Regions from separate parts of the Sus scrofa genome. Here region 2 is linked to region 1. The links are chromatin contacts, called in public Hi-C maps. All regions are on one chromosome and are shown on one strand. Each heading gives the region's core, a stretch centred on a gene start, on an enhancer-like site or on the middle of the called end of the contact. The rest is flanking DNA. Distances are from core to core; before and after follow the strand shown. Region 1 overlaps CDKAL1 (threonylcarbamoyladenosine tRNA methylthiotransferase). Region 2 overlaps LOC106504342 (a long non-coding RNA gene).

What was found. A called contact is a pair of places that touch in the nucleus more often than the background predicts.
Region 2: a Hi-C map of omental adipose tissue shows a contact between it and region 1, with 1.7 times the contacts expected there. The contact joins two enhancer-like sites. A contact is called at or near these places in 8 of 47 Hi-C or Micro-C datasets (embryonic fibroblasts, epiblast stem cells, fetal skeletal muscle and 5 more).

The regions. Positions count from the first base shown.
Region 1 is chr7:15,947,520-15,953,111 of Sscrofa11.1, forward strand. The region is part of intron 4 of CDKAL1 (threonylcarbamoyladenosine tRNA methylthiotransferase); the gene reads left to right. Among named protein-coding and RNA genes, the nearest start is that of CDKAL1, 40 kb to the left of the region's middle. Within about 2 kb of position 3,687, at least 42 of the 83 cell types and tissues checked have an H3K27ac peak or open chromatin away from gene starts, as enhancers often do. A contact at or near this core is called in omental adipose tissue, skeletal muscle and subcutaneous adipose tissue, where this site is marked.
Region 2 is chr7:17,946,762-17,951,887 of Sscrofa11.1, forward strand. The region is part of intron 3 of LOC106504342 (a long non-coding RNA gene); the gene reads left to right. Among named protein-coding and RNA genes, the nearest start is that of HDGFL1, 260 kb to the left of the region's middle. Within about 2 kb of position 3,375, at least 24 of the 83 cell types and tissues checked have an H3K27ac peak or open chromatin away from gene starts, as enhancers often do. A contact at or near this core is called in omental adipose tissue, skeletal muscle and subcutaneous adipose tissue, where this site is marked.

The sequences.
Region 1 (5,592 bases), core at 2,437-4,936:
TTGTTGTGCTGCATGGAGAATTTTTGTCCTCGTGTAAGGTTTCATAAGAGGTTATATTGGCTTGGATTAATTGGAAAATCAGCATTTTAACACCACCTCTATTCATGACTTTGCGAGTGACTTCTACAAAGACAAAGGATATAAAGAGATTGTATGATAGGGCAGATTATTCCTGATCTGATTTTAATCTTCGTACTTTTATAATTTTTCTGCAAAATACCCAGCCATGTTCTACCGCTAGAAAGGTTAAGGAGTTTAGTTAGAATGTATGCACATGTAGGTTTTTATAGAGTCTTAGACATCTGTACTAACACACTGTAGAGTGAGTGCATTTTCTTGAAGTAATAAGACCTCTCAGAAAGTAAGAGCTACTGTGGAGGCCCCAGAAGTCTTGAACTGTACCCTCTACTTCCATTGACAGATGACGAGGCAGACATTTTCTTTGGTGAAAAGTAATTCACAGCAAACTGTGACATCCACTTCTTTCAGCTTTATGGACTTACTTCAGAGGGCTGGTTACTGAGAGCAAAATATGTGCATGATTACATATAATCAAGGTTAATTTTTATCAAGGGTCACTATGTTTTTGCTATGGTCTGACAATCATGACCTACATTAAAAGAGCCCTGTGGGTCTGTCTGGTGTATTTTTGCCTGATGTCTGGGTAGTTTATTTCAGAGGCTTGTCAGTTTCATTATATATTATCATTTGGGGCTCTTGCTGGGTTTTCAGGTATAGCATAAAAACAGTGCTCTTTCCGATTAGATTGTCGTGAGGCAGCTTCTGTTTTATGGTGTGTAAACATTCTTTAATCTTGAAGGATGAGTAATTTGGGGGACACTTTCCATTTGGTTTTGTGTTCTGTTCAATTGGTAGATTATTTTGAAATAGAATAGACTTTAGTCCTGCAACTAAGACGCCAAATTTGGTTCAGTTAATCCATTTTTTTAGTTCTTCTTGGGGAAAGTATTTTGGAGTTTTCAATTCAGTACATTTTCCTTGCTAAAGAAAAATCTAGATGAGTAGTTTATTTCACAAGTAGCAACTAAGTAGGATTTATAAGTCAGCAACTTACAGATATTTTCCCCTTTTCCTGGTACAAAGGGAATGGTAAATAGTGGTTTTTGGTAACTCAAAGACAAAACTTAATGGCTGTTAAAACTGGGTATTTGGTTTTGTAGTTTGAAATTATATTTAATTTTGGTCATATCTATCTTCGTAGTTTAAAGGATAAACAGTTCAAACAGTAAGAAAAAAGCAGTTTGTGTTTTGTCAGTTTTCAACTTTAGATATCAGTAAATCATTGCTGTAGCCTTCTTTATCTTTTGTTTGCACAAAAAACCTGTTAGAATTATGTCTGGGGGGACCATCTGCTGTGGTTCCCAGTCTTGTCAGTGTGATAAGGGATAAGCTGTATAAACAGGGGCACCAAAAAAAAAAAAAAAAGAAAGCAAGAAAGAAGGCTGCTTTTAGGAAAGGAAAAGTATGGTGTGGATTTAATTTTATGATGTACCCACACACAGTCATAGGATTTTGCTCATAGTCTGTCAAGATTGAGCATGTAATGTATTTATTTAGAAATCACAGGTCTGTGTTACTTGAATGGTTTCTCTTCACATTAATATTATATCTTCCTTTTTGATTGTAGGGTTCCTACTTTGGAGGTCAGGCTTTTTCATAAGTTCTTTGAAAATATTTTAGTAGAACTCTTGACATTGCAATATTTTCCAGAATGTCTCTTCAGTTTTTAGATTTTTTTTTTTTCCTAGCTATTAATTTGTCTCTGAGTTGAATCCTCCAAAATCGTCCTGTTCCTTTTTCAATTGCAACAAGGTCATGGTGCTTCATGAGGAACAAGCCAGCCATTTCCATGGCAACATATTCTATCAAAACATCACAAATCTGTCTTGCCCCTTACCTTTCAACTCTCAAGTGCAGAAAGAAGGAGGTGTGTAAGCAGTGTCATTATTCTTACAGTGTATTGGATTACATGAAGGCTGGAGGAAAGTCAGTTAAAAAAATTAAGCTCAAAAGTACCTAAATGCACTTAGCTATGTATATGTAGTGTGTGTATGATTTATTTTGAATTAAGCAGTTGTTTTAGGATGGAAAAATGAAGATTCCAAAAAATTGCTGTGAAGATTGATCATTTAGTGTCTAAGAGAACAGTAAAAGAAAAACAAGTATCTGAGTTATACTCGTAAGCATATCGCACAGTCACTCCAGTCAATTAAAGTCTACCTTTACTTAAAGGCTCTAGCACATTCCCATCAGTCATTTTGGCTTAAGGCAGTGTTACTTCATCATGAGAGTGGCACCTCGAACTTCTAAGTGTGTCCAGAATTTTCTCATGTTTTTTTTTTTTTTTTTCTGTTAGGAGGAACTGGTGAGATAATGTAATCATCACTTGTTAATGGAAGGGGAGGACAGTGGGTATTGCATCATTATTGAAGATTTTATAGCCTTTGATAGCAGGTATTAGGGAGTACAGGACATCCTTTTTTTTTTAATAAATCAAAAAATTTAAAATGTATTTTAGGAGCTCCCACTGTGGCACCAAGGGGATCAGCGGCATCTTGGGAACCCTGGGACGTAGGTTTGATCCCCGGCCTGGCACTGTGGGTTAGGAATCTGGTGTTGCTGCCCCTGCTGCTTAGGTTGCCACTCTGCCTAGGATCTGATCCCTGGCCTGAGAGCTCCATATGCCATGGGGCAGCCAAAACAAACAAACAAACAAACAAACAAATATCTGTGTGTGTGTGTGTATGTATGGATATGTGTGTATATATACAAAATATGTATATATTTATTTATTTATTTCTTGGCCAGACATTTTTGCAAAATTCCCAGTTTGTCATTGTGACCCATGAAGATGGTAAATGGGGTAAGGCTTGGTGCTTGCTCTTTGCCCATGTCCCCTGTCACATGCCCCATGCTGCATCTTTGCTAGCCCTTCCTATAGAGTGTCCCCCCTTCCTCCGGAGGTTTGGCTCACCTGACTCACCCCTCCTGTTCGGTGGCAGGCACTTTCTTTTCTCTGGAGGAATGAGCCATGGAGCAAGTGTTCAGTAAACATTTGCTGAGAGAATAGAGATCGGAATGAATGGAGTTTGTTGTTTGGTATAAGCTGTTTTCTCTCTATGGGAAAGGTATATACTCCCATATTTTTTTCGCTGTGGATATGTAAAATGAAGCTGGAATATGTTCTCCACGCCCCTGGTGCCTTTCCAGGCCTTTGCACACAGCCAATCACAAGAGAACTCCTAAGCCCACCTCTTTTCCTCCTTTACTTTCACTTCTGACTAGCCAACCGTGGCAACTGTCTTGTGGGAGAAAGTTTTCAGAGTTTACAAGAATTACTTGTGAATTACTTGCATTACAGTGTTTTATTATGAAATAACAGAGAAAAAGACTAAAAGAAGAAGATACAGGACAGCCATAGCCTCCCTACTGAGATGTAGACATAAAACATTACTGGTACAGCTGAAGCTCCCTGACATACGGAGTGGAGATTAGATGGGAGTCTATTTTTCATTCTCCCTTTCTGCCTGTTTACTCCAGAAAAGATCCAGCCTTCAAAGGAAATCGTCTCCTCCTCTGTGCTTTCCTAGAACCACCCCAGGCCTGTGAACCTGCCAGTGTATTATTATAACCATCTGTTCAGATGTCTGTCACCTCTGCCAGGCTGTGCTTCATCTTTGTGTTCCCAGCACCGTGCACAATGCCTGGGATGGAATAGGTGCTCAGTAAGTGCTTGTTGCATAAATGGGTGAATGAATGAATAGGTACAATTCTTTTCTAACAAATACCATTTGAATGTAGGATTCTGTTTAGCAAAACTATTTCCTTGTCCAGCCCATAGTTACAGGGCCTTGCTGTTCTGATTTGAGCAAATTGAATTAAACATAAAATCTTGTAGAACAGATGCACTTACAAGTCTCTGCTCACGCAGCTGCTGGTCTGTTTAATAAAAACATTGCTGTTTTGCTTGAGTATTCATAGCTTTTTCTTTTTGTTAACTCTGTTAGTATCGTGGTGTAAGCAGAGACCACAGACTCTGAGATGAGTGGAAGAATGAGCCAGTGATCAGAACTGAGGGAGACAGTAGGAGATGGGTGAGGTAGATGTAAATAGGAGTTGTCTTGAATAAAAAGAATAAATATATATATTTGTCCTCCTTGGACCATATAACTCTTGTAAGTTTTAGATCCCAAATTTCTCAGGCAGTTATTATTCATCTTCCCTACCCTAAGTCACCTAGGTATATAACATCTCTACTTTGTATTATTAAGAGTAAATGCAGAGGTATTTGCTATTTATTTATTTATTTATTTATTTTCGGCTGCCCCTCGGCATGTGGAGTTCCTAGGTCAGGGATCAGATCTGAGCCGTAGCTGCAACCTAAGCTGCAGCTGTGGCAATGCCAGACCCATTAACCCACTGTGCCAGGCCAAGGATTGAACCTGTGTCCTAGTGCTCCCAAGATGCTGCCGACCCCATTGTGCCGTAGTGAGAGCTTCAGTATTTTCTTTAAGTTAAGAATTCAGGTATGATTTATATTCAGTAAAATGTTCAGATCTTAAGTGTTCAGTTCAGTGAATGTTGTCCTATTTTGTACAGCTGTGTGCCACCTCCCAAAGAAGACGGAGGAGACTTCCATCACCTCGGCAGAGTTTGTTGTGCCTCTTTCCACTCTGGCCTTCCTTTCTCTTCCCCTCTGTAGCAGCCAGTTTCTTTCTTTCCTTTTTTTTTTTTTTTTTTTTAAGGGCTGCACCCGTGGCATATGGAGGTTCCCCAGGCTAGGGTCCACTTGGAGCTGCAGCTGCTGGCCTACGCTAGAGCCACAGCAACGCCAGGTCCGAGCCGTGTCTGCGGTCTGTGCCACAGCTCATGGCAGCGCTGGATCCTTAACCCGTTGAGCGAGGCCAGGGATCACACTGAGTCCTCATGGATGCTAGTTGGGTTTGGTAACCACTGAGCCACAACAGGAATTCTGTAGCAGCCAGTTTCTGATACTGTTCCCTGGTTGTTCTTGAGAATCCTTTAAACAAAATCATATGGTCTTTACCCTTTAGTGTCTGCCTTCTTTTACTCACAATACTCTTTCTGAGATTCCTTCATATTGTTGCATGTATAAATTCCATTTGCTTCTGGCAGCAACATGTGTATACTAGCAACCAAATACAATTTTTTTTTTTTTAACCTTAAAGCTGAGAGATTTCCTAATACTTTTTTAGGCATATTGTTAAAATAGAATTAATGACAGCAACTCACATTTATGGAGTACCAGCCCCTATGGCAAGTGCTTTGCATGCATTATCTCATTTAGTTGCATTCTGTACTCATGCGTCTGTTTAATTCTCTGTGGCAGACCTTTTTGGTGGAAGTCTTGATATCCAGTGAAGGATTTGATGTTTGCCAGAAGAAACTGTCTTGTGTTGTAAAATTTTAATTGTTTTCTTCAGGACCGAGCAGGAAGAGTGTGAAAGGGCAGTGGAAGCGTGGCATTGGCTGGGGAGGAAAGCAGTAGAGTAGCTCAGTTTACACTTCCCTACATGGCTGTAGGAATAGCCTCTGTGTATATGAAAAGTT
Region 2 (5,126 bases), core at 2,125-4,624, 2.0 Mb after region 1:
GACCTTCATGGGAAAATAGCAGTGTATTTCCTCATACTTAGAACATTCTATTTCTCTTTTTTGATACCTATGCACAACCCAAGACTACAGAACCCAACTCTCAAGGACATGTCAAACGTTGCCTGTGTTTAAAGCTCCTTAATACCTATTAAGATTATAAACAACAGTAGAGTATAAGGAGCACTTTGTCATAGTAATTTATATGTACACTGAATTTAACAAATTTGGCTGAGTACTTTCCAGTTCCATTTATATTAAATAAATTCATACATTTTTATTATTACACATCAAAAGGAAAGAACTGTAACAAAATTTACCAAGAACTTTGTGAGGAAACTAGCAATTTTTCACCCCATTTATTTCTTATTCTTCTTGCCAGGATGTAGCTATGCTAACATTTATGCTCAGCCATGTGACTGACTCTTGGCCAATTGGATAGACAGGTGGAAGTGATGTCTATCATTTCTAGGCTTGGCCCATGCAAACTACCCACATGCCAGTTTCTACGTTCTTTCCTCTTTCATGATGACCTTGGAAACTATTTGTGGAACCTGGTGGAACCACAGGGTGGAATGGGGTCAGCTCTCTGAAACATGGAAAAGAGCCATTTAGCAATCAAGGACACTTGTCTTGGACCTTAAGTGATCAAGTAATAAACCACTGATACTTAGGAGTTTATTTATTGGAACAGCTAGAGTTACCTTTGTTACTACAGTTTAGACTAATTTAGATATGATTCAAAAGTGTTTATTATGTTTGGATACGACGTGTCTCTGGAAACATTGGACCAAAGTTATTTTCTAATAATTCCCACAAAGTAACTGAAGTCATAGTGAAAAGCCCATTTTCTTGTGACCTACTAGCCAGCATTGATATGAGAAATTGAATAATGAGAATAAAAATAACAAAGAAATAAGACAAAGCTTAAGGAGTCTTTTTAACAACCAGCTGCCTCATCTTTCCATTGTAGAAATATGTTGGGAGAAATTCCAGTTACTTACGGCCTCTACAAAGCTATGGAAGGTTTTGAAAGTTGGTTCTTACATACAAAGCAATGGAAGGTTTTGAAAGTTGGTTCTTAGGTTCAGACCATGAGAAGGAACTGGCTTCCAAAAGAATGATTTCTAGTTCTATATAGCTTTTGCATCACACTTAACCCATAGTATAATTGGCCTTCTTTACTTAATTGAAGGTAGTGACCATAGGGGAATAAGGAAGAAATAATCACAAATATTCACTTTGACTCAAGTTTTATGACCCAGCCCACCATTATCATTCTGTTCATTTTAAAAATCCACCTTTCTGGACATGCCAGCATCCTTTTAATTTTTCTCCAAGCGCCCTAAAAGTAGTTACAAAAAGAAGTAAAAGTTATAGAAAATGACCTCAGCAAATATAAATAGGCCTTACGTGAAAGGTAACAGTGACATACTATATCCCCAAATCCCTTAGGTGCATCTAAAGTAGAATTATCACATGCAGTTGATAACTCTTGGGGTGATGCTCAACCCATAGCCTGCCCATCCTGGGAATATCCTCCCCATTCCACAGAGGTCTGTTTCCAGGACTCATGTATGTAGATGGTGGTTCTAGTCCTGACCATGGTGCAATGGATCAATTAGTCAGCTAAGATTTTTCCCTCCGGGAATTCAGGGATTTTAGATACAGCAGTAGCAGTAAGTCTGGTCTGTAACTAGACATGGTGATAAGTCAATTGTAGAATCTAATGGAAAGTGATGCCAATCTTCAAAAGAACATTTTCAGACCTATAAATGAGACAATCAGCCTGAGAGAGAGGGAAAGAAGGACTTAGAGACAGAGGCAGAGAATGAATAACCAAATGAAAGAGAGCCTATATTACTACTGGCTTCCTCTTCCTGGTTATAAACCCTCCTCTGGAACATGGCGAGCTTCTGGATTGGCTCAGAATAAAGGTGTCGATGAATGGCATGCTCAAGCCTCCCTAACACAAGCCTGCTCTGGCCAGTGATAAATGATGTCTTTGATTAGCCTTTCTCTTTCAGCTGCCCCTTTCCAACTCTCATACTGTTTTTTTTTTTTTTTTTTTAATCTCTGCCTTACTGATTTTTCAGCAACTCATTTCCTACTTATCTCTAAAGATCTGGCTTAAGTATCACCTCCTCAGTGAAGTTTTATCAAATTCTGTTAGACAAAGTTAGTCATTTCTGCACCTGTGTTTTCATAGTACTTTCCACATTCCAGAACTTATAACTATTTGCTTATGCAATTCTCATCCCTCAAACTAGGAGTGCTTGTGAGTGAAATTATAATATACTTTTCTTTGATTCTCTAACAGCTATCTGTGTCTGACACATAGTAGGCTCTCAATCAATGTTCATGAAATGAATGAATCAGTGTTGCCAATTTAGTTGGTGTTATATCCTCTGTGATTTCTTAAAACACGAAGACACTCTTTAAAGTGTTGTGTGCACCCAATATTTTGAAGAGAACCTTTTCTTTGGAAGGAACTCTGCCTTCTTGCTCTCTGCCAACACTCATCTTGAGGCAGGAGCTTTCTAGAATACTTATTATTTTATAATTAAGATATCTTCATAAGGAATGACTCAATTCCACCTATAGCTAGGGTCCATTAGCAAATAAGGTTTTCTTTCACTCCTAAATCACTCCTAGAATTAGTTTATACTTTGAAACATTATATAGGGTAACTGCTTTGAAATGCTTCAAAAACTATTATGATTTAGATTATTAACAAGAAGCCATCTACTGTATTGGTCAAGCTATCAAGATACATTAGTTATACCATGAAGCTTCAAACTGATTTGAAGAAAAGTATAGATTAAAATAGAGGTTTTTTTAGAGATCCAGATAAGCCTAAAGTGTATTATCAGGATAATGAATGGAACACCTCATAAATCCTAAATTTCATCAATGCCATGTCTCTACCACATTGGAATTAAGATTTATAGGCTCACTACTGTTAATCCAGGGGGTAGACATTTAACTACAACCCAGGCATACCTTGCAGGGCTATAGGGCTTTTGCTTTCTTCTTGTTACACAGAAGCATGACCTATTGGATCACCAGATTTTTTAAATATGTACAGAGGGAACAGGAAAGGAGCAAAAGCAAAGGGATTTTAAAATTTCTGCATGTATGTGTCTTTCTGTCTCTCTTTTTTGTGTGTATTTTTACAAAATTATATGTATAATACACACGTATACATAATCAAGTATATATGTGTGTGTGTATATATATATAAATATGAAAGAGCTCTTCTGATTTATTTTCTTCAACCTTTCATAAGGTGAAGTTTCATCAAACCACATCATGTGACTCTCCAGGAACCTCACTGAACAGGTCTGACTCATCGTCTGGGAATTTTAAATAGGCATGTGCTTCCATGAGAGTTAATACTTAAAAACACACATACAAACTGGCAGTGAAAGAGAGAAAGAAAGAACGAAGAAAAAAAAAAAAAGCTCAAGTGAAACTTTTGCTTGGCACAAACACTCAGGTCAGACACTGGCCACTCAATATTTCACAGTTAATTACCACGTGGAATTACCTTTAGAGGGAACGTGGTGGCTGAGTGCTCAGGGGACAGAGGCAGTAAATCTACAGTTTATATTGTTAAGTCGGCCGGGTTGGATTAAGCAGTGAAAGAACTGCCCCTGAAATGGTTGACCCTGATTCCCCTCTGAGATAGGAAGTTTTCCTCAGATCCAAGGGCTGTGCCTGCCCACTAGTGGTCAGATGGCAGAGCAGGTACCTGGACATTCCTTAGAGGGGTTTATGCCCTTAAGTTCTGTCTGGATAAATGTGGGAATGGCAGTGCCACTTAGTCTGATTTTTAAGCAAGGATTTGGGGATCTGTCAACTCAGTTCTGTCAGAGAAGTTAGAATAACAAAGGCCAAGTCAATGACAAGCAAACAAAAGTTTCCATTTGCAAAATGTACTTACAACTCTTATTTGATGAGGTGTAAGCTTTGTGATAGGAACTGAGACTTCAGCTCTATTACCAAAGGATTGATTGGATCAGTGACACCTGGTACAGAATAACAACTTTCTTCTCTTTCTTCCCAGATCTTCATAGAATACCACACTGGGATATTTTCCAGTTTAAACATCATAGAATATTCTTCCACTGCCAATGGGATTATCTGGAAAAAATTTAGAGAAGAATTAAAACTCCTCCACCAGTTTGACCCAACCTGTATTTTCATCATTATCTCCATTAAGTCCCTAAACAAAACAAAATCTATAGTCTAGCTAAGCTCAATTAAACATTCTTCTCATCAGAATTTTCCCAGTTTGTTCTGCTCCTTAACTACCCACTTGAACTATCAACCATATTCTGTCTACCTATACAAAGTCAAATCCAACATCATCATTAAACTCTAAAATTCTTACCGCAACATGTACTAATTGTGTGAAAGTTGTTGTCATATACTTCCGTTGTCATATTTGTATCTTGAACTGTCACTACATTTATGACTTCTTTTAGAAATCATGTCATATTCTCTTTTTTATCCTTCTTAATGTTTAGCAAAGGCATTTTCCTTTTAATAGCATATTCTCAAATATTTATTGAAGGTAAAACACAAATAAATTAGTGGTTTAATTTTTCAAGTCGGGACTCAAAACAAGGCAATGTGACGAAGCCACCCCTCTGCAGGTTTAGTTTTCTTTATCACCTCTAAGAACTTCAGTCTTACGCTATGGGTAAGAGGCCACCGGATGGCTTACTGACACCCTGGTAATCTATAAAATTCCTTTGACCTTCACAGGAGTATTAAAGTTTATGATATGCAAACTGTCTCAATTTTTAAACATTTTTTAAAATAAAAATTTGGTCCTCTGAATACCGTTGGAAAAATTAAATGTGTTTTAAAACTAGCATGATATATGTTATAAATGTTAAAAATTTGATATTTTTCCATCTAATTGGTGACTCTTAGTTACTCTAATTTACACCTCAAATACTAATTCAAAGAGTGCCTTGATTTACTCACACTCATTAAACATTTTATTTGTTTTTAAACTTAGAGTTTACCAGAATTCCCGTCGTGGCTCAGTGGCTAACGAATCCGACTAGGAACCATGACATTGCAGATCCAATCCCTGGCCTTGCTCAGTGGGTTAA